Linked DNA regions of Triticum aestivum: region 1 is linked to region 2. A link is a contact called in public Hi-C data. All regions are on one chromosome and are shown on one strand. Each heading gives the region's core, a stretch centred on a gene start, on an enhancer-like site or on the middle of the called end of the contact. The rest is flanking DNA. Distances are from core to core; before and after follow the strand shown.

Region 1 (5,226 bases), core at 952-3,451, 120 kb before region 2:
GTTCCACGGAAACCCACTCGGACGCCGCGGCGGCGTCGGTCCGATGTGCTATTTCCCGGACGGCACTCCTGCAGGCATACAGGGAGCCAGGCATGCTCAATTTGGTATACCTTTATCAGATCTCCACCTTAACAAACTGCAGTCGAGTCTGTCACCGCACGGGCTTCACCAGGTCGATCACGGCGGGCAGCCGCCGAGGATCGCCGCTGGGCTCATCATTGGTCACCCGGCTGCGCGAGACGACATCTCGTGCATGCTCACCATTGGCAGTCACCAGAACAACAACAACAACAAGTCAGATGTCAAGAAGGCTTCACCCCAGCTGATGCTCTTTGGGAAACCCATACTCACTGAGCAGCAGATCACTTTAGGTAACTCTGGGGGTTTCTCTCCATCTGCTGCTAGGAAGAGCTCCTCTGAAATGAGCGCCGAGAAGTCGGCGAATAACTCTGATCTTCCAAGCCCGCAAAGCAACCAGAACGGCACTACGAAGAACTTGTCCTGCGGAGGAGTTCCATTGTGCCAGGACAACAAGGTACTCGATCTCGGGCTGGATATCGGGCACTGCAAGATATTCATGCAATCAGAGGACGTCGGGCGCACGCTTGATCTCACCGCTGTTGGTTCTTATGAAGAGTTATATCGCCGGCTTTCTGACATGTTCGGCATGGAAAAAGCCGAGCTGATGAGCCATGTTTTCTACCGTGATGCAGCCGGGGCGCTCAAACACACTGGAGATGAACCTTTCAGGTTTGTATGATTTCAGATTAAAATGTACTATGTTTCTGTTCAGGCATTAGGTTACTCGTTTCATTTCGTCTTTTTAAAATGCTTGGTAGTCATTTTAGAATCAGTTAGGTATTTGGTCACATCCACTCTTCAAAAGTAAGTGGCAGTTTCCTAATATTCCATTAGCATTGTTGGTTAGAAACCTCCAGTTTGCGTGTTTATTCCACCTAACATCGCACATCTGTTGACCTCAACATCACCAATTTAAACCCTGCATCTATTGCAAGACCTCGGAAATGGCCACATTTGTATCGGTAGTAGCGGATTTTCTTCTAGTACATCCAAATCGACGTATCTTCACACACCGAAACTCTAGGTGTTGTTGCCTTGGAAGCATCCTGCTCCTTATGGTACTTTGACTTTACGAGTTCCCACCGATGATCACTAATGTTTCCTTACTGTTGAAGGAAACATCATCATCTGCTGCAAAAAAAAAAAAAAATCTCTCTTTCTCCATTTCTTGTTCAGACTAGATACTAACCAATTTATGAGTTCTCTCCGATGACCACTAATGTTTCCTTACTGTTGAAAGAAACATCATCTTCTGCTGCAAAAGCATTTTTTATGTCTTTCTCCATTTCTTATTCGGACGAGATACTGACCTATTTAGCAAACTTTGCTGTGAATTTTGCAGCGACTTCACGAAGACGGCGCGTAGGCTGACGATACTTACGGACACGAGCGGCGACAGCAGCGTAGCGAGCTAAGGGGGGATGAGGAAGGAAGGAAGCTCTCTCGCCACTTGTACGTACAGCCGGGTCGATGGCGGCGCGGCGCAGCACGGTGGCGGTTCTCAGAGAGCGTAGATAGCGTGTACGGGGCGGCAAATTCCGCGGCCTGGATGGATGCAAGTCAAGAAGCACCGCCGGTGCAGGCAGCTTCAGTTTTTCTCCGGTTATTAGAGAGCTCCCAGAATGGGACTGGTGATTGTTTGTGTGGTGATCCGTGAACAATTTTCTTCTTCTTTTTTTTCCGTTGTGTTGGCTAGTACCACCCATTGTGATGATGTTAGCAGTAACTCTGGCCCGGAATCCATGGCGGCTCCTTGCTGCAATTCCTGGGAAGAATGGGTCTCTGAATCTTCTTTTGTTCTGTGAAAACATGCGTGTGGTCCGTCGGTGTCGGACCCAAGCACAAAGCAGAAGAGAGACATATATGCTGTTGTTCCATATGGTGCGCTGGATCCACGGCGAGGTGGTGGTGACTGGTGGCGGTGGGAGACGTGGACATGGCTGGGATGGGTGCCGGCCAGCTCTCCGGTTCCTTCCACGGCGTGATGTGAACGGGTGTGGAGCGAGCGCGTGGTGTCCGCGTCCGTGTCTGTCCGTGTGGTGGCGATCTGGACTGGAGGGATGGCAAAGCGGGGCAAGCCAACAAAGGCGCCTGTGGTGGATGGAGCGCGACGTTTGCTGCCGCTGCTGTGCTGCTGCCATCCTCGGCCGCTTTCCGTTGCGACGGCGCTTTCCTGACGGGACATGTGTGTAGGCCAAGGCTCGGGGAGTCGCTGACCGGCGTTGTCATATCTTGTTCTTTGGCTGCTGTGGAATGTCGGTTTTTACCTTGAAACCAGCTAGGGTGTGAGGTGTGAACCGCCTCTCTTTTCATCCCTCTCGTGTCGCCGCCTCGGCCGTCCCTCTCTTCTTTGCTATTTTGTCGTCTGGCACATAACCTGCAACTCTTTTCTACCCTTGCCGCGTCGATCAGACATCCATCCAAGGACGAGGGATACCGGTACTACCTGTCTGACCGTCGATGAGCACTTTTAAATTACCGTCATCCATCCAGACACTCCCTTCCTCCCGCTGCTTCCCAACCACTTGACGCATCCTCGCCCCCTACCCCGTATATGGCCATGAAGCTAAAAATATGAGTGAACGCATAGCTTTTTTTTTCGTTTGTACATAATGGCATTTCATGTCTGTACGCGCTGGCCGGGCGCGCGCCTACCGCTTAGTACGTGTACCATCTCCGGCCGGTTGCTTGCTGCCTCGACCCGGTAGCTAGCTGCTTGCTCGCTCGGACATATCCTGGCTACGGAGTACGGGCGGGCGGGTGCGTGCGTGTGAGCGCTCCCGTGTCTTCTTTGGCTAGTGCCGGCTTGGCACGTCGGGTGTACGGCGAGTCGCATTTCTTATCGAAAAGGTAGCGCTATCAAGAAGAGGCTAAATTTCGTGTTTGGACCCTTTTCTGAAATTTATTCGAGATTTGACCTCAGTTTAAAAAAAATTCAAGATCTAGCCTTTTTGCTACCGCCAGGGACCTTGACGGTAGGGTTGCATGCTCTACCATCAAAAACCTCCTAAATATTAAACATAGTGCGTTCTCGTGCCTACCAGCCAGCCAGGTTGTGCAGGCTACCGCCAGCCAGGTTGGCGTTAGCGATGTTTCCTACCGCCAAAGTCTCTGGCGGTAGCCTGTTAGACCCTACCGCAATGAACTCTGTCGGTAGCAAAAGGGTCAGATCTCGAATTTTTTTCAAATTAAGGTCAAATCTCGAATAGGTTTAGAAAAAGTTAAAACACGAAATTTTGCCCCAAGGAGAGGTACGTACCGGTACCGGTACCGGGTGTGCGCCACAGTAAGGGACAGCAGGTTTTTCTGACGTCCCGGCCGGCTGCAGCACTGTTGGAACGCCCAGTTCGGATCACATGGTCGCCGGCGCCGTGCTCCTCTTCGTACATGCAAAGTGCGCCATTCCCGGGCTACGTACGCAGATAGTACGCCGCCTACTGTATATCCGTAGCGAGTATCCTCCACGGACCGGATGGGGTGGCTCGCCTCGCCGGTGCTGCGCGCACTGTTCACGGGTCAAGCTCAGGCCGATCGCCAGCGCGCGGCGACCAAAGAAAGGTGCGCGGCGCGGCGGCCGTCGCTGTCGCGTGGGGGTGGGGCTGCCGGCGGTGTGCCGAGTAGATGTCGTGTCGGGAGCAAAGCTTTTGGCTCGTCGCTTTCGTCGCGGGTGTGCGCACAGTGATCTCGATCGGCTGGTCACATAGCTAGCTAGCTGCTCTCCTCCGTGCAAAAGACAGGACAAGGTTAAAGAGGGGTGGCGCTGTCACGCTCCAATTTATGCTGCTGCCTCGTGTGTACCGGAGCGTATAATTGACTCGCCATGCATGCTAGTTTTTCTTTTCTTTTTTAAGGCGGCTCGTGTAGTTGGTCCCGGTATTCTTTGCTCGAAAGGAAATTAAGTTTGATCATTCTCTGAACCTCACCCCTAATAAGAACTTCGGCTCACCTTCTATGTAACTCTGTAAGTCTTTCCTTTCTATAATGCATTGGCAGAACTCCTGCCTTCTCCCGTCAAAAAATAAAATAAAGCATGGGGCAGCAACTTCGATGAGTTGGAAAAACGTCATTGCAACTTTCATGAGTTGGCATATGTAGAGGCATGGGAAAGTTACAGTGGCATATTTCAACCTTTGGTTTTTGTAATGGCATTTTTCCAACTCGTGAAAGTTGCGGTGGCATGAATCCAATTAACCCCTAGTCAATATGGTTTTGCTATTTCTCTGGTGCCTGGAATTTTATGTTCCATCGGTCACTTTTACTTTTTCCTTCTTCCCAACCTCACCGGAGAAGAACTACCCCACTATCTATCTTAGGGGTCGGGGTGCAGGGAATCACTTGAGGTTTTCATTGGTGGTGCAGAGCTTAGAGAGATGGCCGGGGTGGTGACTAGCAACGGCGTTGGGGGGGTGGTTGAGGGGAGGGCGGTGTGCCGAAGCAGTGCGCAGTAGCACCTGTCTGCCGCAGATGGGGCGGGGAAGGCTGCGGAGAGGAGGAACTACCTGCCGGGGGAGGAAGATGAACAGTCTGCGACATGGCTAAGGCCGTTTGATTTTGATCTAATGGGCAGGAAAGAAAGTGACTGGTGAAAAGATTGTTTTTCATGCACCTGTTAAATAGAGGGTCCCTAATTAATATTTAATAATATAACCAGCTGCTAGTTAAAAGATCTTCCCATGTCACCTACAACAAATCTAATAGTCAATATTATAATAGTTAACTATATGTACTACTTTATTAACATATGACCCATCTCACATTTTCACAATATTTTTTTGGAGCGAGTGCTAAGGCTTAATCTACAACTCGCTTTTCTTCTCTCTTCTTTTGCCTTTTTTTCAAATCAATAAAAATATACTCCCTTCGTACCAAAATTCTTGTCTTAGATTTGTCTGGATACAGATGTATCTACACATGTTTTAGTGTCAGCTAGTATATCTGTATCGAGACAAATTTAAAACAAGAATTTTAAGACGGAGGAAATGGTATTTAGATTCTTATAGTCCGCTCTTTATTTTATAATTGATTGTGTTAAGGCCATCATTATCCACAACGGTATGGAGCACATGTGTTTATTCCCTTGCGCAAGTTTTGGAACACGCTAGCAGTGATGAATCTTGGAAGAAAATGAAGAGGGTCTCAAAGTTA
Region 2 (4,927 bases), core at 1,206-3,705:
CCTAGATGACACTTTTCTTAGTTTGAGAACCTACATAACACCTTCAAAATAGTTCGAGGACCTAGGATGCACTTCACTCTTATTCAAATCCCAGGAATCTCCCAAGCTACCACAGAGTCGAGACACTCTGGTGGAATATGGAGCAAAGTTTTACAAAGTTTCTTGGTGCAATCTTCCCTAGCCATTACATACACTGCACTATTCGCAGCAACACACCCAGCTTATCTTAAACTCATCGAGAAAAGCTCTTCTCCTCACGTCGGCGCCGCCGCCGGTCCACCCCATCTTTGATGGCCTCTAGGCCATGGAGGTGCGGAGGATCTCGGCCCCCCGCCGGCGGGAGGGGGGCCATTCTCGTTCTTGTTAGATTCGGCGTCTTGGTTGGGGCTATGTTGCGTCCGCGATGTCCCTTAGTAGAAATAATGTATCCCATGTTTTATCCCCGTCCCGATGATGTGTCTAGCATCATCGGAAGGCGTGTGGAAATTTGTCTCCGTCGGATCTCACGGGATTCGGTTGGTGCTGGTCTTTGATTGATCTGTTTGGATCCAGTCTTCGTTTGGGTGTTTACTGGTTTGATCCTTCTGATTTACGACTTTTTTCATCGTTGTTGGTTGCTACTCTGTTGCGTTGGTCCTATGGGGTCTTAGCACGACGACTTCCCGACTGTCTACTACAATAAGGTTTGCCCGGCTCCGGTAAGGGAGGGACGATGACGGCGGTGCGCCTTCGGCTCGCTCCAGTGCTTGTAGTCATCGCTAGGTGGTCCAGGAACATGATTGTAATTTTTATTACCTCTGTTGTTCTTTGTACTGTCATGATTGAAGAAGAATGGATTAGAAGTTTCTCGCAAAAAAAAAACTCATCGAGAGTTTGAAGTAGTGTTTTGATCTCCTGAACCATATGCCGGTATGTGGACAGATCCTTAGCATGATCATCTTTATTTGTTGAGAGCGGCATCACTATGACAATTCTATGCGGACCAAAAAAATAAAATCGCATTAAGCTACTACCACTAGAAAGCAGAGTTGACGAGCCATGTTTTCTACCGTGATGCAGGCATGCAGCTGGGGCACTAAGACACACTGGAGATGAGTCTTTCAGGTTTGTATGTTTCTGTTCAAGCATAAGGTTACTCGTTTCATTTCGTCTACCGAAAAAAGCTTGCTAATCAACTTGCAAAAAAAAAAAACTTGTTTTTTTAACTAAAAAAAAAGCTTGCTAGTCATTTTAGAATCAGTTAGGTATCTGGTCACATCCACTCTTCAAATATAAGTGCCAGTTTCGTGATTTTTTCCCTAGCATTGTTGGCAAAGCACTTCCAGTTTACCTGTTTATTCCACCTAACAATATGCATCTGCCGACCTCGATATCACCCATTTAAACTCCCCATGTATTGCGAGACCTCGGAAATGGCCACATTTGTATCAGTAGGTGCGGATTTTCTTCTAATACATCCAAATTGACCTATCTTCAACCACCGAAAATCTAGGTGTTCTTGCCATGGAAGCATCCCCCTTTGGTACTTTGACTTCAGTCTTCAGGAATGCCCACCAGAGACAACCAGCGTGTCCATGCTGTAAAGGAAACCTCATCATCCTTCTTTTTTTATTTTTATTTTTGTGGTGGGAGAAAACATCTTCTGCTAGTGCATGTTTCTTTCTCATTTCTCCATTTCTTGTCCAGACTATAGATACTAACATATTCAGCAAATTTGCTAGTGAATTTTGCAGTGACTTCACGAAGACTGCGTGTAGGCTGACCATACTAACGGACACGAGCGGCGATAGGCTACTGAGCTAGGAGGAAGGAAGCCCTTTTGCCACTTGTACGTATGGCTGGAAGGAGCGCAGCGCAGCAGGGTGGCGATTATCAGAGAGCATAGATAGCATGGAGTCGAACGATTGTTTGTGTAATCCATGAGCATAGATACTAGAATAGGAGCTCAGTTCAAACTCCAAAGGCGAATCGCGACGTTTTACTCCGATTGGACAGCTCCCAGAATGAGACCGATTGTTTTTGTAATCCATGTGAACAGATTTCTTTTTTTTCCGTTGTTTTGGCTACCACTCATGAATGATATGAATCCATGGCGATTCCTCGCTGCAAATCATGGGAAGAATGAATGTCTGAATCTTTTTTTCTTCTGCCAAAACATGCGTGTGGTTCGTCAGTGTCGGAACCAAACACAAAGACATAGACATATATGCTGTTGTTCTATATGTTGAGCTGGATCCACGGCGAGGGAGTGGTGGCGGACTGGTGGTGGGAGATGAGGACTTGCCACAGCCATGGGACGAGGGGAGATGGGTGCTGGCCACGGGCTGAGCGTGATGTGAGAGCGTAGTGTCCCCGTCCGTGTCTGTCTGTGTCGTGGCGATCTGGGGGGATGGCAAAGCATGCAAGCGAACAAAGGGGCCTGTGGTCGATGGATCGCGACGTTTGTTGCTACTGCTGTGCTGCTACCAGCATCGGTCCCTTTCCATTGCGACCGCGCTTTCCTAACAGAACATGTGTGTAGGCTGACCTGCGGGGCCTGGGCCTGTGCCGGGCATTGTCATATCTTGTTCCTTGGTTGCTGTCCAAAGTCATTTTTATCTTGAAAAGGGCTAGGGCGTGAAGTGTGAAACCCCTCAATTTTCACCTCTCTCGAGTCGCCTCCTCATCCGTGCATCTCTTTTTTGATCAGTGTGGTGTCGATCTTCTTTGCTCTTTTGTTCTCTGACACATCTCCATCCACCGCAACCCTTTCCCACCCTTGCCGTGTCGATTAGACCAACCATCCAAGGCCGGGGGGTGCCGGTAGCCCGGTACTACCTGTCCGACCGTCGATGAGCATTTTCAAGTTACCGACATCCAAACAGTTCCTTCCTCCCGTTTTTTCCCGACCACTCTCCCCGATTCCTCGCCCCCTTTCTATCCCCATATATAGCCATGAAGCTAAAAATATGGATGAAACCCTTGGCTTATACTAGATAATGACATTTCACATGTGCAGTATACACATCGATGTCTTCACGTAACCACTCTATAGTTACCTTTCCCAGTTTCCACCATGGGGCGGGGGGTTTCTCGCACTATAATTTGTACTACTTTTCATTTTCTATTGAATTCATGCACCAGCCAACTCATCCAAAAGTCCGAACTGATGAAGAAAAACGGACAATATATTTCAACACTCCCTCTCACGCCTAGGCTATTTTAGTCCTTAGACGTGGGATCGATGTAGGGCGCAGAATCATTTTTTTAATATTGCGTTGACAGGGTTTTGAACTCAAGACCTCTTGGCTTAGATACCATATTGAATTCATGCACCAGCCAACTCATTCAAAAGTCCGAACTGATGGAGAAAGGCGGACAATATATTTCAACATCTCCTCTCCTCAAGATCTAAGCATTAGCCCTGTTCTACCGTTCTTTTGCCAACCATCCCCTCTTGGCCTTTTAGCTTCGCGGCTCATTCACCGCTTTAGCTCCAACGGTGGTTGTGTGCTCTCGACAATATGCATCCGCTCCCTGAATCCAATGTTTCCTCCTTCGATTGTGAGACTGGGCCCGAATACGATCTCGCCGGCCTCGATCCTCTGTCTGTCTCATCGATGACTTGGGTAGCTTCAGATAGGGGCTTGTGGGTGCTCGTCTCGAATGAGGCGTCAGGTTTGGTGCTAACCACCAAAGTGGTTGACATTCTTCTTGGCCTTCTTGTCTAGCGACGTTGTGTCTGAACCACAACAAGCTAAGGACAATGGCCCCGTCGTTACTTCTCCAGCTGCATTCATGGTCTCGCCTTTCGTAGCATTTTGTTATAAAGTTTTTTTCTGCAACGCCCTCATGGTGACGATGTGCTTCGTTCTTTCATTCGTTTGTACATCTACATTTGTGCTTCTCGTGGAACATGTGTTGTGGCAAAGTAGCAGCGGAGTTTAAGGTTATAGAGCAACCTAAATTTTCTTTTCGTTTGTATTCACTTTTTTGTGGAATAGTTGTTCACATTGGTCTGGCCGCCCGGGCTGGTGGAGGAGGCCGAATAACCAATCGACAAACAACGGAGGTGCGTGCGCCTACTGCCTAGTAGGTACTCCGGCTGTAAATTAATATAAGACCGTTTAGATCACTGTAATTGTTGTACTGATGATTTAAACAATTTTATATTACTTTACAGAGGGAGTGTGTACGATCTCTGGCTGGTTGCTTGCTGCCTCAACCCGCTAGCTGGCTAGCTGCTCGCTCGGACGTATCCCTGGCTACGCGCGGACGGGTGCGTGCATGCGCCGATTGCAGTTGGCGGTTCAGCCGTTTTGTCCCGTCTCTTCCTTGGCATTGGCGACTTGCTACCCCGGGGAGAACAGGAGAGTGTCCTCACCCTGTACAGAGTCGCATTTCTCTTCGAAAAGGTAGTAGGAGTACTGCGGAGAGGTGCGTACCGGGTGTACGCTACAGGAGTATGAGGGAGGGATAGCAGCGCCAGCGCCACTTTTTCTGTCGTCCCGCCGGCTGCACTGTTGGAAGTTGGAACGCCCAGTTCGGATCACGTGATCGCCGGCGCCGTGCTCCTCTTCGTGCATGCAAAGCGCGCCATGTCAAGTACTCCCTCTGTTCCAAAATAGATGACTCAACTTTGTACTAACTTTAGTACAAAATTAGTACAAAGTTGGATCATCTATTTTGGAACGGAGGGAGTAATTCGGAAGGGAGGGAGTACATCCGTAGTGAGGTCCTCCCGGATGGGGTGGCTCGCCTTGTCCGTGCGCGCACTGTTCACGGGTCAAGCTCAAGCCGATCGCCAGCGGCGGAGGACGGCGAAAGGCCACGACGACCGAAGAAAGAAAGAGAAGGTGTGTCGGCATGGGAAGCTGTATGCCGTCGCTGTCGCGTGGGGCTGGATCGAGATGAGCCGAGTAGATGTCGTGTCGGGAGCAAAGCTTTT

The links. A called contact is a pair of places that touch in the nucleus more often than the background predicts.
Region 1: a Hi-C map of leaf shows a contact between it and region 2, with 4 times the contacts expected there. The contact joins two enhancer-like sites. A contact is called at or near these places in 4 of 5 Hi-C or Micro-C datasets (leaf and root) and 1 of 1 datasets of contacts at active chromatin or transcription factors (leaf).

What each region holds. Positions count from the first base shown.
Region 1 is chr7A:645,766,781-645,772,006 of IWGSC CS RefSeq v2.1, reverse strand. LOC123148922 (auxin response factor 18) reads left to right here. Exons shown (of 4, transcript XM_044568446.1): 3 at 1-750; 4 at 1,424-1,853. The coding sequence ends at 1,496. Among protein-coding and RNA genes, the nearest start is that of LOC123148922, 4.9 kb to the left of the region's middle. Within about 2 kb of position 2,201, at least 6 of the 8 cell types and tissues checked have an H3K27ac peak or open chromatin away from gene starts, as enhancers often do. A contact at or near this core is called in leaf, where this site is marked.
Region 2 is chr7A:645,642,944-645,647,870 of IWGSC CS RefSeq v2.1, reverse strand. No RefSeq gene overlaps it. Among protein-coding and RNA genes, the nearest start is that of LOC123148921, 15 kb to the right of the region's middle. Within about 2 kb of position 2,455, at least 1 of the 8 cell types and tissues checked has an H3K27ac peak or open chromatin away from gene starts, as enhancers often do. A contact at or near this core is called in leaf, where this site is marked.